2 separate regions of the Mus musculus genome follow, and region 2 is linked to region 1. A link is a contact called in public HiChIP or PLAC-seq data. All regions are on one chromosome and are shown on one strand. The core of a region is the stretch at or near the end of the contact, and the rest is flanking DNA. Distances in the headings are between cores, read along the strand shown. Region 1 overlaps Mbtd1 (mbt domain containing 1). Region 2 holds the start of Nme1 (NME/NM23 nucleoside diphosphate kinase 1).

What was found. HiChIP or PLAC-seq counts read pairs in DNA pulled down with a chosen protein or histone mark.
Region 2: a CTCF HiChIP or PLAC-seq map of the NIH/3T3 cell line shows a contact between it and region 1, with 14 read pairs. The contact joins the promoter of Nme1 here to the enhancer-like site in region 1. A contact is called at or near these places in 1 of 39 promoter capture datasets (macrophages), 1 of 15 datasets of contacts at CTCF or cohesin (the NIH/3T3 cell line), 4 of 115 datasets of contacts at active chromatin or transcription factors (the SCID.adh cell line and embryonic stem cells) and 3 of 9 other capture datasets (adipose tissue, liver and pancreatic islet).

What each region holds. Positions count from the first base shown.
Region 1 is chr11:93,903,769-93,911,701 of GRCm38.p6, reverse strand. It overlaps Mbtd1 (mbt domain containing 1), which reads right to left. Exons shown (of 16, transcript NM_134012.4): 2 at 6,344-6,543; 3 at 2,765-2,898; 4 at 1,296-1,419. The coding sequence starts at 6,497. Among named protein-coding and RNA genes, the nearest start is that of Mbtd1, 22 kb to the right of the region's middle. Within about 2 kb of position 3,646, at least 39 of the 459 cell types and tissues checked have an H3K27ac peak or open chromatin away from gene starts, as enhancers often do. A contact at or near this core is called in the NIH/3T3 cell line and adipose tissue, where this site is marked.
Region 2 is chr11:93,964,314-93,972,246 of GRCm38.p6, reverse strand. It overlaps Nme1 (NME/NM23 nucleoside diphosphate kinase 1), which reads left to right and starts at 3,975. Exons shown (of 5, transcript NM_008704.3): 1 at 3,975-4,026; 2 at 6,310-6,439. The coding sequence starts at 6,314. It overlaps Gm35198 (a long non-coding RNA gene), which reads right to left and starts at 3,742. Exons shown (of 3, transcript XR_388959.3): 1 at 3,586-3,742.

The DNA.
Region 1 (7,933 bases), core at 2,397-4,896:
GGAGCAAGATAAATGTACAAAGACATGGTCCTAAGGAAATCCCCTATCCCTAAATCCTGACGGGTGAAATAACTGGGCATCTATGTTTGTGTATTATGGGCTTAAAAACCCTGTAGGATCATAACTCAAGAGTCATGATTCAGTTCCCGAATCTAGACCATGGGCCTGGCCGACCAGTCCTGGAGTGTATGCTAAATAAACTAGCTGTATATGTCTGAGATCGGTGTTTGTGATTCCTGGATCCCAACATTTACTTATTTATGGTGTGTTGGGGTGTATGTGGACGCAAAAGCATGTGTGTGAAGGTCACAGGATAGCTTCTGGGAGTTGGTTCTCTCCTTATCGTATGTGGGTTCCGGGGACTAAATTCAGGTTTCTAGGCTTGGTCTCAAGTACTCTTACCTGCTGAGCCATCTCACTAGCCTGAAAGTTGCTACTGTTTATTATTATTGTTGTTGTTGTTGTGGTTTTGGTTTTGTGAGACAGGGTTTCTCTTTTCTAACCCTAGCTGTCCTGGACCATGTCTAAAAACCATGTTGGGCTCAAATTCAGAGATCCACCTGCCTCTGCCTCCCAAGTGCTGGGATTAAAGGTGTGCACCACCACTGCCTGGCTTTGAAAGTTATCTTTTTTAAAACTTGAAAGGAATAAAATTAATTTTTTAAAAAGAAAAACTTTAGCGGAATGTGATAACACATGCCTGTACTCAAAGCGCTTAATAGGTGATGGCAGGGGATCATAGTCAACTAAGGCTATATAGTAAAACCCTCTTCCAAAAATCTACTCAAATATCACCAGAATAATAATAAAGTAGCTAAGTAATACAAGTTTTTATTGGTTAAACCCCTGTTTTAAGTACTTGCTATGAAAAGTATATCATATTTCAGAGTTTCATGGATTTTCAGGCATCTACATGCACTTTACTGGTGCTTAATTGACACATATTTTAAAACATTTAGATTTCACATTTTCCTTTGGTTGTACTATGAACTGAATGAGGACCTCACATACTATGTGAGCACTATCACTGAACAAGTGCCTTTCCAGGTCAGAGTTCGTATTTTCTGATTAGGAATGTCCCACTTGTATTTATAAATACAATACCATCAGTATAACATCTTTGTGTGTCCATTATTCCCCTTTGCAACAGTTAACCAACCAACCATCTGATACCAGGAAGCACACAGTCTAAATGTGCCAACAGAAAACACACACAACCCAAACGCAACCCAAGGTTAAAATGCTGTTACGTGAAGCTAGTTGAACAAGTAATACTTCACCTTTATTACACTTACCAGAATTGCCTGCTTTTGTCTTTGCTTGATTTTGCAAGGTAGCTTGATACTGGGCATAGGCAGCTAATTTAGCAACTAAAGGTTGTTTTTGAAGGACTTTTGCTTTCTTTGTTGGAGGCTTACCCTGAAACAAGAAAAGTTAAGTAAATAGGATTCTTCTTCATCCCTTCACAACCAAAATCTAACATGACTTCATACTACTCATTCTGCTTAAATACTGAGGGTTTAGAAAATTATTAAAGCAGAGAACACATACAAGGAACTTTAACATTAGAGGTTTTTTTTCCTTTCTGAGTTCCGCTACAATGTAGTTATCTAATATGGGAAGTAGAGCTGGCACAGACTAAAACAGCAATATGCGAATTAATATGTTAATAAAAATTATACCCCATTTAATAAAATGTTAAAATACAGGCTGTGGTGGATATTCAACTTCTTCTTAGAGTAGACAGAACCAGGGTTATTCAGTCATGCAGTTGCAAAGCAATGCTACTGATATGGTGAGAGCAGTCAACTGAATGGTCAAAGAGCAAGTGACTGAGGTTTATACCTTTAGTGCTAACGCAAAAGGTCAGTGACATAATGATCATGGCCAAATTCAGTGTGACAAACTGCATCCATTTGGGTACAGACCACTGCTCAGGATCTTTGGGAACTGTCTATCTGAAATATAGAAATACATCTAAGTGATGTATTTCCTTCATCTAGGGGATTTAAATAACTCTTTCAGTGCTATGTAATGATCACAGTACATTAAATGAGAGAGAAAAACTGTGATCATACAAAAGATAATTACAAAAATCAGTACTATAATGCCTTAAGAAATTTTTAGATGGTATGTTAACAACGGAGTTAAGTAAGTCAAGACACCAGTACTTGGTCAGCACTAATATATATATTTAAAAGAGGATGATTTTCTTTTTATTTCATGGATGTTTTAAAAAAGGTGAGTTATGTCAATCAAACATATTTGGTTAAGGTATCAAACTGGATGTACTCAAAGTACAAAGCTGAACCTGCTGTTTAAAGTTGGGGTTCACCCCAGCAATAAAAACCCTAAGAACAAAGAACAAAATCCAAAGTACAGAGCAAAGTTGAGGGAAGAAAACCAAACAGAAGGACCTCCAAAATGAATCATTCTCTGCCTTGATAGGAAATGAAGGACAAATTGGGGGGAGGACCACCAGAGAGAATAGCTGTTAAGTTCTACATAGAACAAGGTGTTTAATTGTACTTATGTGGGAAAAGGTCTTATTCATTTATACAGATTATTTACAGCTTATCTTGGATAGCATGCTTTCACTGTGTAAGATGCTTCAGTGTATACCACTCGTGGCTCATACATTCCTAACAGTACAGGCTGTAAACCACGGGCCCATGGGAAGAGGTGGAGTGCAGTGACTCAGTCAGATGACTGGGCGTGAAAGCCATGGGAAACAGGAAGAATAAGAAGGTTTCTGTACCGTTACCTGAAGTCTGGCCAGAATGCTTGCCTTCTTAGAGTTTGACGAGTAACTTCTTGAACAGGAAACACTGCAGAAACGTTTCGTTTTAGAGTAAAAAGCATCTCGCACACCGACCATCCCACACATCTCACAGGTAGCTAATCAATAAGAGAAAAGCATCGGCATCAATGTTATATAATAACATCAAAGTCTCTGCCTGTTTAATGGGATTTATCTAAAACTATGCAATGAATTATTTTTTCCCATCTCTTACACAAATGATAGAGAAAAGTTACAGCCAGGACTTGATGCTGCTGTGGTGGTGGTGGCCCCGAAGTCCAGTAATTCCCTGAAGGCCTAGAGGCTTTAAAACGGTTGAGAGTATGCTGATGCATGTCCCCGAGAGTGAGTGTGTGTACCTGTGTGTGTGTGTGTGTGTGTATCTGTGTGTGTGTGTATCTGTGTGTGTGTGTGTATCTGTGTGTGTGTGTATCTCTGTGTGTGTGTGTGTACCTGTGTGTGTGTGTGTGTGTATACAGAGACAGACCCTGTTTTCAACTAAGATTTTTTCCTAATGCTTATCATGTGATAGCAGGCATTTTCATACATATTGATACATATATTTGTTATGTGTTTTGAATTTTAGCTTTTAAATAGGTTATGAGGAAGAGGACTGCAATGTAGTTGAGGATTAACAAAATGATAGCAAAAGCCTTTGAAACACTGCAAAAAAAAAAGGACAAGTATTTAGAAAAACTAAGAGGATCCTGTCAAATTATGTTCAGAGGATGTAGAAGGATGGGGCAAGCTTCAATTTTGAGGTAGAAGTCGACTAGTAACTAGTTGGGCAAGAGACAGCTAAGTTTCTGGTGGGTATTACATAATGCTTAATAGTTTAAAAGGCAGAATTACATAAACAAATGTCACAAGAACCGAAATCCAAGAATGACAGACAGAGCTGGGTCTGTCTGTGCAGCCAGGCTGAGGCATAAGGGCTGAGAGGTTGAAGGTATACCTCAGCTGCAGAGTGAATTCAAGGCCAGTGTGGTTAACTGTAAAATCCTGTCTCGCTAAAAAGTGGGCTGGGACACAGTTTAGTGGCAGGAAAGTAGCATTCATGAGGCTCTAGGTTTAATCCTTATTATGACCTAAGGGAAGCTGGGGAAGAAACCCAACAGGTTAATAGGTTAATGTCTCACCCAAATGGTTAGGCTAAAGCCACCTGTAGCATAATGGTACTTACGAATACATGAAAAATGGAAATAAGACAGAATACCCAAAATCTAAGGCTTTGTGTCCAGCAGAGAAAAAACGGAATAGTTCCTCGTACACATTCTAGATCATTAAGAGATCGCTAATTATCTTTATTTTAAAAAAGGCTATCATAGTGGTGCACAGTTTTAATCCTAGCACTTGGGAGACAAAAGCGGGCCTGGTCTCCACAGTGAGATTCTTTCTCCAACAAAACAAAATGAGTCAAGTGGACAATGAATCCTTGACAAGAATTATACAACGTCAAACTGCACTGCTCCTTTGTGATATGATTTTCCACACTGGTGTGACATCACCAAACCACAGCAACAACATGTAGCAATAGAAACTAATTTTTTGTTGTTGTTGTTTTAAGACAGGCTCTCACTATGTAGCCCTGGTTGGTCCGGAATTCAGGTATTCACTATGTAGAATGGCCTTGAACTTACAGAGCTCTGCCTGCCTCTGTTTCCCAAGCACTGGGATTAAAGGTGTCCACCAGCATGCTAAGGTCAATATTTCTGACATAAGTTTTCAAATAGTTTTGTTAGCCATGACCAAGAAATATCAGTTGAAGTAGTATACACCTAGGAAATTCTTCTTTTCTGGTTTGTGGTGCTAGGTAACACAGTATCTTTCCACGAAAGAAAGAGCCCTACTGCTGTGCTGCATATCTATCTTTCCTTTCATACGTGTTTTTTTTTTTTTTTTTTTTTTTTTTTTTGAGACATAGTTTATCTCTATGAAATCTTGCCTGTCGTGGAACTTGCTATGTAGACCAGGGTAGCCTTGAACCCGGATAGATCCTTTTACCTGTCTCCAGAGTGCTGAGATCAAAGGAGTGCCCCATAATGCTTGGTCCTATGATCATTTTAATTAATTGGGTTATCCTTTGTTTTGTTCCCCAGACAAGGTCTCATTATATAGCCCAGGCTGGCCTCAAACTCTCAATTGCTGTTGGGATTAGTGGATGCACTACCACATTGATTCTAGTGGGCTTTGATAAATGAAGTTCTGTGACAGTGTATACACAGCAGGCTAGACTCATGTGCACTGCTTGTGTGTATGGAAGCAAGGGGTCAACTTCAGCTGTGGTTCCTTAGGTGCCATCCTTGTTTTCTTGAAACAGTCTGGTTCAAAGCTTGCCAAGCAGGTTAGGTTTCCAACGAGCTCCATGGATTTCCCTCCCCACCAGCCTAGGGCTAGTTGGAATTATGAGTAGACACTTGGCTTTTATATGTAACCTGGGGATCAAACACAGGTCCCCACGCTTGCATAGCAAGCACTGTACTAACTGAGTGATTATCTCAAACACTGAAGTTGATTTTTATAGGAAAAATTGTTTCTGGGAGGGCTTCCCTGCATAGTCCATACATATGCATGCTTTTTTATTTGTGGTCCCAATAACAGAACCCAGGGCCTTGCATGCTAGGGAAGCACTACTTCTTGGCCCCTAGTTTAGTCTTAAAAACAACATTACAACAGAATAAAAAACAATCAAAACAGGTTAAGTTTGGTTCAATCTAAAGCATATTTTAGTACTGAGAATTACTAAAAAAACAAGACCACTCTTTGTGTAAGATAGATAGCACCTTATTACTAGAGGTGATAACTTATGTGCCAGGCCCAGTGGGCCAAGCTGAGGCAGGAGTACTATCTCAGTTTCAGGCCAGCCTGTGATTTACAGTGCAACCTGTTATGAAAACCAACCAACCCATCCTCAAAACATTGAAACGCAATGTCCCCAACCTCTGTCTCAAATATTAGAATAAATTATCACAGAGTAAGCACTGATTGTTTTTAAAAACTGTATGAGCACTCCCACTTTCATTCAGCTCTTTAGAGATAGTCATTAACTGAATTTATTGTGTACTAATATGTTGTTTATGATTTTGTTCTACTTGTTCCCCACTGGAAGATAGGATGGCAACGACAAAGAAATGAAACACAAACTCTCTGACGTCACCTGAAACTCCTGACTTTGAGGCTCAGTCTCTTAAAACAGTCCTTTAAGAATTCTAAGGGAGGACTGCTGAGATGGCTCAGCGGTTAAGAGCAATGACTGCTCTTCTGGAGGTCGTGAGTTCAAATCCCAGCAATCACATGGTGGCTCACAACCATTCATATTGAGAAACAAACAAACCTATGGGCCAGAGCAAGCATGGTGCCATTGTTTATAATCTCAGCACTTCGGAGACAAAGACAGGACGATTCTAAGTTCTAGACAAGTCTGAGCTATAGCAACACACTATCTCAAAATAAAATAAAATGAAACAGAACTTAGCAAAAGGTCCAATGAAAACACAAGCTCAAAGGTAAAGTCACACAACAGGTCAAAGTGCAGACACTCACCCATGCCAGATTTACCATCTGGGTATGTGTAGACTTGTCCATTATTCTTGATGATTGGGAGATTGGAAGGTAAAGGAGCAACTTCTTCTTCACTCTCCTCAGAGCTGGAGCTGCTACTTGTGTCCTCACTGCAGCTATCATAGCCGTCAAACATCCCGAACCAGTCTGCTTTTTCTTTTGGATTGTGAAGAATGTTCTGTCTTCGTAGAAGAAACCAGTGACATGACACAATGCACATACACATCCCCTTTACAAGCCCTTAACACAAATTCAGCTAAGTCAGATTTGACAAGTGAAAACCTAGTACTGAGCACTGATACTTGTGTTGTTGTTTATTGGGAAAGGGTCTGTTTCTGCTTGGGCTGGCCTCAAACTCAGGTGATCCTCCCACTCAGCCTCCCAAACTGCTGCGATAATAGGCTGCAGGCTTAGCAGACAACATCTGTATCCTTTTCAAATATTCCAAATTTCTTAAAAAAAAAAAAAAGTGTATGGGTGTTTTGCCTGCATGAATGTGTGCCTGGTATTCATAAAGGTCAGAAGAGGCCACTGGATCCTCTGGAACTGGAGTTATAGACAGTTGTGAACTGCCACGTGGGTGATGGATACTGAACCTGTGTCCCCTGGAAGAACATCAACCACGGAGCAATCTTCCCAGCACTCTTTCTTATTTTGAGGCAGGTTTGCCTAACGCTGGCCTTAAGCCTTCTGAGAGCTGAGTGACTGAGAATACATAGATGTGTCCTACTGTGCCCAACTTGGTTGCTCAGATCACACAATGGAAATATTATACCCTAAAGAATATTTGACTTAGGACACTTGGAAGATTTTGCATGCACTAATAATGTTGCCACAACTCCTAACCCCAAAGAACACTTCTATTGCTCTGAGTAACTTTTGGGTAGTTTTATAATTACATCTATCTTCAAAGAGTCAAGATTTGATACTATTGGAATATTAAAAAAAATAATGAAATTCTAAAGGCAATTCCAAAAGAAAAGTTTTTCTATTTTACACTTATGGGGTAGGTGGTAATGAATGAATCACTTGATAGCGTGGCGACATGAACACAGAATTTTGATCAACCTGACTTTACCTGAGAACTTGAGTTTTTTCTTTTAGTTACCCAATAACTACTTATCAAACTGTATACCTCCACCATAACTGAGGGCACAGGCAGAACAGTGTACATAGCAGGCACAGTTCTTAATGGAGCAGTTATGTGGCAACAGAATAAGATGGGGCTGGCAGCATACTCAATGGTGACACCCTCCTCAGGGAAGTACTACATATCACTATTCTGGAGACAAAGCATTCCTCTTGGAATTAAGCTTGTTAAGACAAAGGATATTTTAAAGGCAAGGTGAAATGCCATCTTTTAGGGAAACTCCTTAACTTAAGAAGCAAGCAACTCAAAGCCTGCCGAAGTCCCTGAAACTGACCAGGTACATGAGACGCCTCCTCCCCAAGCTAAGGACTGCTGAGAGACAGTGTCTGCAAGAGCAGAAACCATCTGAGCAGCGACCATACGGAAGCAGTATGCTTCAGGCTTTCAGCTTGAGCTGTCACAAAATGTGGGGATGGGCTTTG
Region 2 (7,933 bases), core at 2,726-5,225, 60 kb before region 1:
GATGCAAAAAGCAAGAGGAATTTATTGTTCCAGTGCACTGGATCATCCCAGACACGAAGGAAGCGACCCTCCGGTGCCCATTCAGCAAGTTTTTACAGGGTTTCTAGGGGTGGACTAGAGCATCAGCAACTAGGCACAATATGATTGGCGGAACAGTGCACCCTTTAAATTGATTGGTCTTTAGGGAATGAGGTGACAAGGACTTCCCTTGTCTGAGGTGGGCAAAGGTCCATCTTTAGGAATGTGTTCCCACCGGTAGGTCAGTTCCAGCCCTGTAGTCTGAGGAGTGTTAATTAACCTCTCCCTTCTGGAGGGGCAAGTGTTTCATGACCTTCCCAAAGTTCCTTAGCCGACCTTTCAACATGTACATTTGAGCAATTGCCATCACACTCAAGATACAGAACTAGGCCAGCAACATAATACACTTGAGCCAGCCTGATCTACTTGAGGCCGTTTCCAAACAAACCACACATACACAAAACCAACAATTAACTAACTAACTAACTAACTAACCAACCAACCAGAAGCAACAACTCATGTTTTCTGAAATAGGCTAGGCATAGTGGCTCATACCAATAGTTCTAGCACTCAAGAGACTGAGTTAGCCTGGGCACCATAGTCTCAATCCCCCAATCATTTATTCCAGGATTTCCTTAGATTACCTCTTTATGGAGACATATTTGTACCCTGTATTTATCCCTAACTCCTGGTAACCACTAATTCGTTCCCAATTTCTTGTTATTTAACAATGTTTTATACAGGCTGAAGATATATGTAGCTTAGTGGTAGCATATATACTTAGTATTTATGAGACCCTAGATCTGATCTACCACACCAAAAGAATGCCACATGAATGAAATAATACAGTATTTAATTTTTGCTATAATCTAGGTCTTTCCTTGTTTTCAGAGATGAGATTCTCACTGTTTCCTAGGCTGGCCCTGAACTCCTGACCTAGCATGATTCTTTTGCTTCAGCATCCAGAGTACCCGGGACTGCAGGTCAATTTTCCTTTTTCTCATTTTAAGATTGGGCTCAGGGTTCTGTATATGCTCTACTAATGTTCTGTATCCTCAGCCAGCAAGCAAATTTTTTTTTTCAGTCAGAATAATTTAAATTCCAATTAATAATCTAAATCCTATTTCACCTCATCAATAATATTTAGTGTTATCGAGTACCCGGGACTGCAGGTCAATTTTCCTTTTTCTCATTTTAAGATTGGGCTCAGGGTTCTGTATATGCTCTACTAATGTTCTGTATCCTCAGCCAGCAAGCGAATTTTTTTTCAGTCAGAATAATTTAAATTCTAATTAATAATCTAAATCCTATTTCACCTCATCAATAATATTTAGTGTTATCATCACTGGCCCCTCCTTTTTAAAAATTTTATTTTTCAAGATAGGGTGCTATGTAATCTAAGCGGATTTCAGATTCGTTAAGTGGCATAGGATGACCTTGAGCTCTTGATTTTCCTGCCCTTATCATACCCAGCTTTAAGGCACATTCTTGCTGTTGTAGTTCAGGCTAGCCTTACATGTTTAGCTCTCTTGATTTAGCTTCCCAAAAGCTGAAAGTGGTTGCTATAGTTTACTTTCCTATCTTTACAAGTGTACTGATAACTCATCACGGATTTAATTCATATCTCTCTAATGGCTAATGAAGTTAAACATGTGTGTGTGTGTGCGTGTGCGCACATGCATAGTCTGGAAACCCATACATAAGTAAAACTGGCCTTGAATTCAAGGTTATCTGTTCTTCAGCCCTGAAGGTTCTGGGATCATAGGTATGAGCTACCATGTCTGGTTTTTTTTTTTTTTTTCCTTTCTTCTTCTTTTTAAAAAAGAATTATTTATTTATTTTAGGGATGTGAGTACACTGTAGCTGTACAGATGGTTGTGAGCCTTCAAGTGGTTGTTGGGAATTGAATTTTTCAGACCTCTCCTCACTGCAGTAGCCCCACTCGCTCCAATCAAGTCTGCTTGCTCAGTCCGGCATAAAGATTTATTTATTATTATACATAAATACACTGTAGCTGACTCATTAGATCTCACTACAGGTGGTTGTGAGCCATAATGTGGTTGCTGGGATTTGAACTCAGGACTTTAGAAGAGCAGTCAGTGCTATTACCTGTTGGGCCATCTTGCCAGCCCCCCCCACCCCCCTTTTTCTTCTCAAATCAGTCTTTTATAGTCTAGGCAGACTTCAAACTTACTGTGTAGCTTAGGATGACCTTGAACTTTTGACCTACCTTGGATGTGCTGGGATTACAGGCCTGTGAAACTACACCCAATCTAAGTAAAGTTGGGGATTCAACCTAAGGCTCTGTGCATGCCAAGCAAACATTCTACCCACCGAGCTAGAGACAATAGCTTTTCTTTTCCTCCTCCACACCCCCTGCATATTCTGCCTGTGAAAAGTCTATTCTTGTCTTTTGCCCATTTTATAATTAGACTATGTGTGTTTGACTCTTTTTTGTTTGTTTGTTTTGCTTTGTTTTGCTTGAGATAAGCTTTTGCTAAGTTGTGCTGACTAGCCTGTAATTCACTATATAGATCAGGCTTGTCTTGAAATCACAGAGCTCTTTAACCTGCCTGTTTTTTTGAGAGACATATTCTCTCTATGTCATCCTGGTGGCCTCTAAGTCTTGATGATCCTGCTTCAGCCTTCCCAGTGCTGTGAATTCATCAGGCAAGGCCCTTCTCATTTGACCAACACCCCAGTCCCTCCATTTCATTAAAAACAAAAGACAAAAAACAAAACAAAAAAAGCAAGCAAGCAAACAAACACATCATCTGGGCTGGCAAGCTGGTCCAGTGGCTATGAAGCACACACTGTCCTTGCAGAGGACCCAAGTTCCGTTCCTAGCACTCACATCAGATCACTCGCAACTGTTTGTAACTCCACCGCCATTGGAACTGACCACTTCATACACTGACATACGCGTGTACATGTAAATAAATAATAAGAGGCTGGAGAGATGGCTCAATGATGAAGAGCACTGTCTACTCTTCCAGAGGTCCTGAGTTTAATCCCCAGCAGTCACGTAGTGGCTCACAATCATCTATAATGGGATCTGATGCCTTTTTCTGGCCTGCAGGTATACATGCAGATAGAGCACTCATACATAAAATAAATACATCTTAATAAGCAAACAAATAAATAATGCCGGATGTGGTTATGCCTTTAATCCCAGAACTCGGGAGGCAGACTAAGAGGGAGTCTCTGCGAGGTCATGGCCAGCCTGATCTACACAGTGAGTTCCAGAAAAGTCAGAGTTACATAATGAGACCCTACATACAATAATAACAACAATAATAAAACCCTCCTCCCGCGTTTCCTACCATCAGGTATTCACTATAATTCTTGGCTCTCAGGTAATAACGGGCTTTCTCCCTTCATGTAGGTCCTTTTGATTATCACTTCTGCAGAGATTTCTCAGCCTTAATTTTTTCCCCCTGCTCTGTTCTTTCTTATCAGCACTTGCACTGTGTGTTCACTATCAATTTTCTCTTTATTGTCGCAATTCTCAACCCTACTAGTAAGCTCCCAAGTAAACTTCAACCCTAGGCTCTAGAATGTTCCTACCCGGCACATAGGATTCAGTACATTTGTTGCTTGACAGAATGAAGGGAAGGTGGAATGACACGGCCACTGAAGCTCTAGTTGTGACTTCATGCAGTGTGAGCGCCACCTGTCGGGAAAAACTAGATTTTCTCGGGAACGGAGGAAGTGAGTCACAGGCAGCCGTAGGGGAGAAACAGAAGATGGCCGCCAGACAGGGGGGGTAAAAAAATCCAAAACACCACACCCAGTGTCGGAAGTTAAACACTGGGCGAGTGCTCCCTAGAATGACATCCGACTCCCCAGAAGAAGCGGGGACCGGCGGTGTACCGCTAAAAGGGCTCCCCTGAATCGGAACTGTCCGAAAAGGTTCCGTGCGAGCAGCTGCGGGGAACCACGTGAGGCCGGGGAGCGTTTCCGGTGCGGGCAGTCGCAGCCGGCGGTAAAGCCTTGTCATCTGAAGGGGTAAGAGGGGTCAAGTTGAGAGTCAAGGAGACAAGTTGAGGGTTTAGGTGAATGGGGAGGGAGGTGGGCGTTCACTAAAGGGTGCACTCTCCGCGGGGTGTTAGGGAGATGGCAGGCAGGGAGATGGCAGGCTGTGGCCAGGTACAGACCTGTCAGCTTGATACGCCACGTGGGCTCGCCTTTGTCCGTGGCCGCAGTTCCTGTCCGGCTCGCGGCAGGGCTATGCCTTATTCTCTTTCCAGTCCGCTGTTGGGCACAGAGTTGGTACTCGGGTGGTGCTTGCTGAATGAATGAATGACACTCTCTGTGTGTGTGAATGTGAGTGAAGAGAGAAAGAAAGAGAGATCGGTATGCAGAGGCTTTCATAGAGGATGTTTCAGCCATTTCTGAATAATCTTTCCTTCAGACATTCTCCAGCTAGTCTGTGGCTTCTGTCTTTCTCTTTATGGGGGGCGCGATTGCCACTTAAGGCCTGCTCTTTGCTCCTATTGACTGCGAGACCCCGTGGTTTGGTATCAAAGATAGGTGGACTGGCTTACAGACCGGGCAGGCGAGAGGGACAGGAAGTCAGGAACAAAAATGATCATGCAAAGGTTCATGCATGCCCTAGCTCACATGTGAACCCCAGAAGGTAATTTTGTGGAGCGGGTTCGTGGGACCCAACACATGCTTGTAGTACAACTCAAGGTCTGCTAGGCCGTCTAGCTGGCTCAGGCCTCATTCTTAGGGTATAAAATTAGAGGTGAACCCAAGTTTAGAAAGACAGAGCCAGGAGCCGGTGTTGCTGTCCTCTTAGGTATCGTCTTTCAAGGTGGAGTCTCCTTTCATCTTGTGAGGCAGTGTACCCTGGAAATGGAACATTCTGGAATGGATGTTCTCCAGGTGTCTTCTTCCTGGATGATGCCCCATGTTAGGTATTGGGCTGTGGTTTTTCTCATAATCCACAGTTCATTGGTTAGTTACAATACTCATTGCCCTTTCCCCATAATATGTAATTTAATAAATGTTAATTGCTAGTCTTACATAATGGACTTTCAAGTTTTTATCTTTTTATTCTCTGACAATTTTCTACATGTATGTGATATATTTAGTCATTTCACCCTCTCCCCTTACACTCTCTCATCTAGCCTGAATTCTTCCAACAAGTTCTCTCCTACTTTCATGTCTTATATTTTTTCTCTCTGTGTGTGTGTTTGTGTGTGTTTGAATGAGTTTAATTGGAGTTGCTTGCTTGATGGATAGAGGAGTTATTTGCTGTGGCATGGACAGTTTACCCATGGCTACATCAGTGAAGAGTGCCCCCCCCCCCTTAATTGCCAATAATTGCCAATAGCTCCCAAGGCAGGGATAAGGCCTTGGGCCTTCTGAGTCCCTCCCCAATCTATGATAGAACATAGTCATTGTTTGTTTGCTTTCCCATTTTCTTCTTTTCTTTTTTCCTTTTCTTTCTTTCTTGCTTTTCTTTCTTTCTTCCTTCTTTTCTTTTTTTATGCTTTGCTTTGCTTTTTGAGTCAGGCTCTTATGTTGCCCAGGCTGGTCTGATTTTTTTTTTTTTTCCCTTTTGCCTTAGCCTTCCTAGGGATATAATTACTGGCATGTATCCTCAGGCTTGGCTTTTCTCATTGCATCCTGAGAAGTGTCCCAAATTGCACAGGGCTGGGAAATCTCATTCTTTGTAAAAACCAAAGATGGTTGTCGTGACATATTCTCTAAAACTTTTTTTTTTTTTTTCGTTTTTGGTTTTTCGAGACAGGGTTTCTCTGGAACTCATTTTGTAGACCAGGCTGGCCTCGAACTCAGAAATCTGCCTGCCTCTGCCTCCCGAGTGCTGGGATTAAAGGTGTGCACCACCACGCTCGGCTCTAAAACTCTTGCTGGCTTTAATGTCTGAGGTCAGACCGTCTTGTTCCAGATGTTGCTTTCCCTAGGAAAACCACACCAGTGCAACATCCCCTAATCTGTTTTACTGAAAAAGGTGCTGTCTTTTTGGTGTGTGTATGTCTTAGTTTACATCTCTTTCCTTAGCTCCATCCCAGTAGACGCTCAATAGGAGGTTACTAAATCAATGGAATAAACATTTCAGTTCCTGTTTTTGAGCCCTCCCCCACTTCAGGATATTAATTTGTGGGTGAATGAGCTGGGCAGGGATTGGGATTTTACTGGAGAGATTTGGGGTAGACATAGTAGATGAAAGCCAGCTTTATGGGGGTAATCCGCTTGAAAAGGATCATGATGAGCGAATCTCTTCAGCCCTGTTTCATTTCCCTGCTTGCTTATCCACAGGACCATGGCCAACAGTGAGCGCACCTTCATTGCCATCAAGCCTGATGGGGTCCAGCGGGGGCTGGTGGGCGAGATCATCAAGCGGTTCGAGCAGAAGGGGTTCCGCCTTGTTGGTCTGAAGTTTCTGCAGGTGAGTGGACCTCTGCCTGTGTTGAGTCTTTGGAGCATAGCGGAGCATTGCACAGTAACTTCTGTGCTTGTCTTGTCTCCTGTCTAGACGTCTCCATGGTAGGCTATCTTGGAGCCTGAAACCCTCTCAGTGACTAAGCTTGCTGGCTGAATCTTAGAACAAACCAAGTCATTTAGAGCTTTCAAAAATAGCAAGCTCTCTTTCCCCGCCCCAGCCTGAAGTCCCTCGTATTACTGCAGGGCTGTAATTTCTGACTCAGCTCTGGGTGTTTTAGAGCTCTTGGTCTTTAGCCTCCTAAGAAGATAATTTTAGAGACCATCCTTCTAACTCCCACACTCCACCCTCGAAGTAGGTTGTCAGGAAGAAAGTCTTTGCTTTACTGATTATTATCTGATAGTGCCTAACGTGACTCAGGCATGGTACATTGGGCTTTGGGGGAGAAATCTGCAGTGTTGCTTGTGGGGTGCTTCTCTTCTGACAGAGCAGAGAAGGGAAACAATTCTAACAGTCCTAGGAAATCCTACACATACGTATTTGCCACAACTGGTGTGGAACTCTTCGGATCCTTCCTGGTCATCCCAGGTGCTTCGAGGCCGTGCATACCACCCACTCAGACAGCAGTATCCCAGTAAACGCCAAAGACCGACTGACCAAGAGCCCTTCTTCAGACAAACCTAGGAAAGGTCAATTCTAATTCCCAATGCAAATGTATCAGGGGATAATATTTTTTTTTTCCCATTAAAGCAATAAGATTTTGGTTCCTTGAACATTTTAAATTTGATTTGCAATATTGAGTTGTTGTTCTTGTTGTTATTATTATTATTAGTAGTATTATCATTTTCCTGTTGTTTTTATGTATAGTCCTGGCTAGCTAGGAATCTGCTCTGTAGACCAGGCTGGCCACAAGCTCAAAGTGCTGCCTCTGTCTCTGCCTCCAGAGTGTCAGGATTATAGGGTATACCACCGTGCCTGGATGCAGTGTTGGTTTATTTATTTATTTATTTTTTTACAAATTTGTATTTAGGGGCCGCAGAGATGGCTCAGCAGTTAAGAGTATTGGTGTACTTCCAGAAGTCCTGAGTTCAATTCCCAGCACCCATATAGTGGTTTATGACTGTCTATAAAGGGATCTGATGCCCTCTTCTGGTTTACAGTTGTACATACAGCAGAACACTCATACAAACATTTTAAAGAACTTTAAAAATTGTATTAATGTGTATGTATGTGTGCCTATCTGTTGTAATGTGCACCATGTATGTATAGGGCATGTGATCAGAAAATGGTACCAGAACCCCAGGAACTTGGGTTATAAGTTGTGAGACAGCTGATAGGGGTGGGGGGAACCATACTTAGGACCTCTGCAAGAGCAGCCCCCCTGAGCCATCTCTCCAGCCACCTGTTTCCTTATATGATTTTTTTAGTATAAGGAGTAGACTGTTGTTAATGCTAAGGGAGAACATGGTGGAATAATGAGAGCCAGATGTGGGCTTGCAT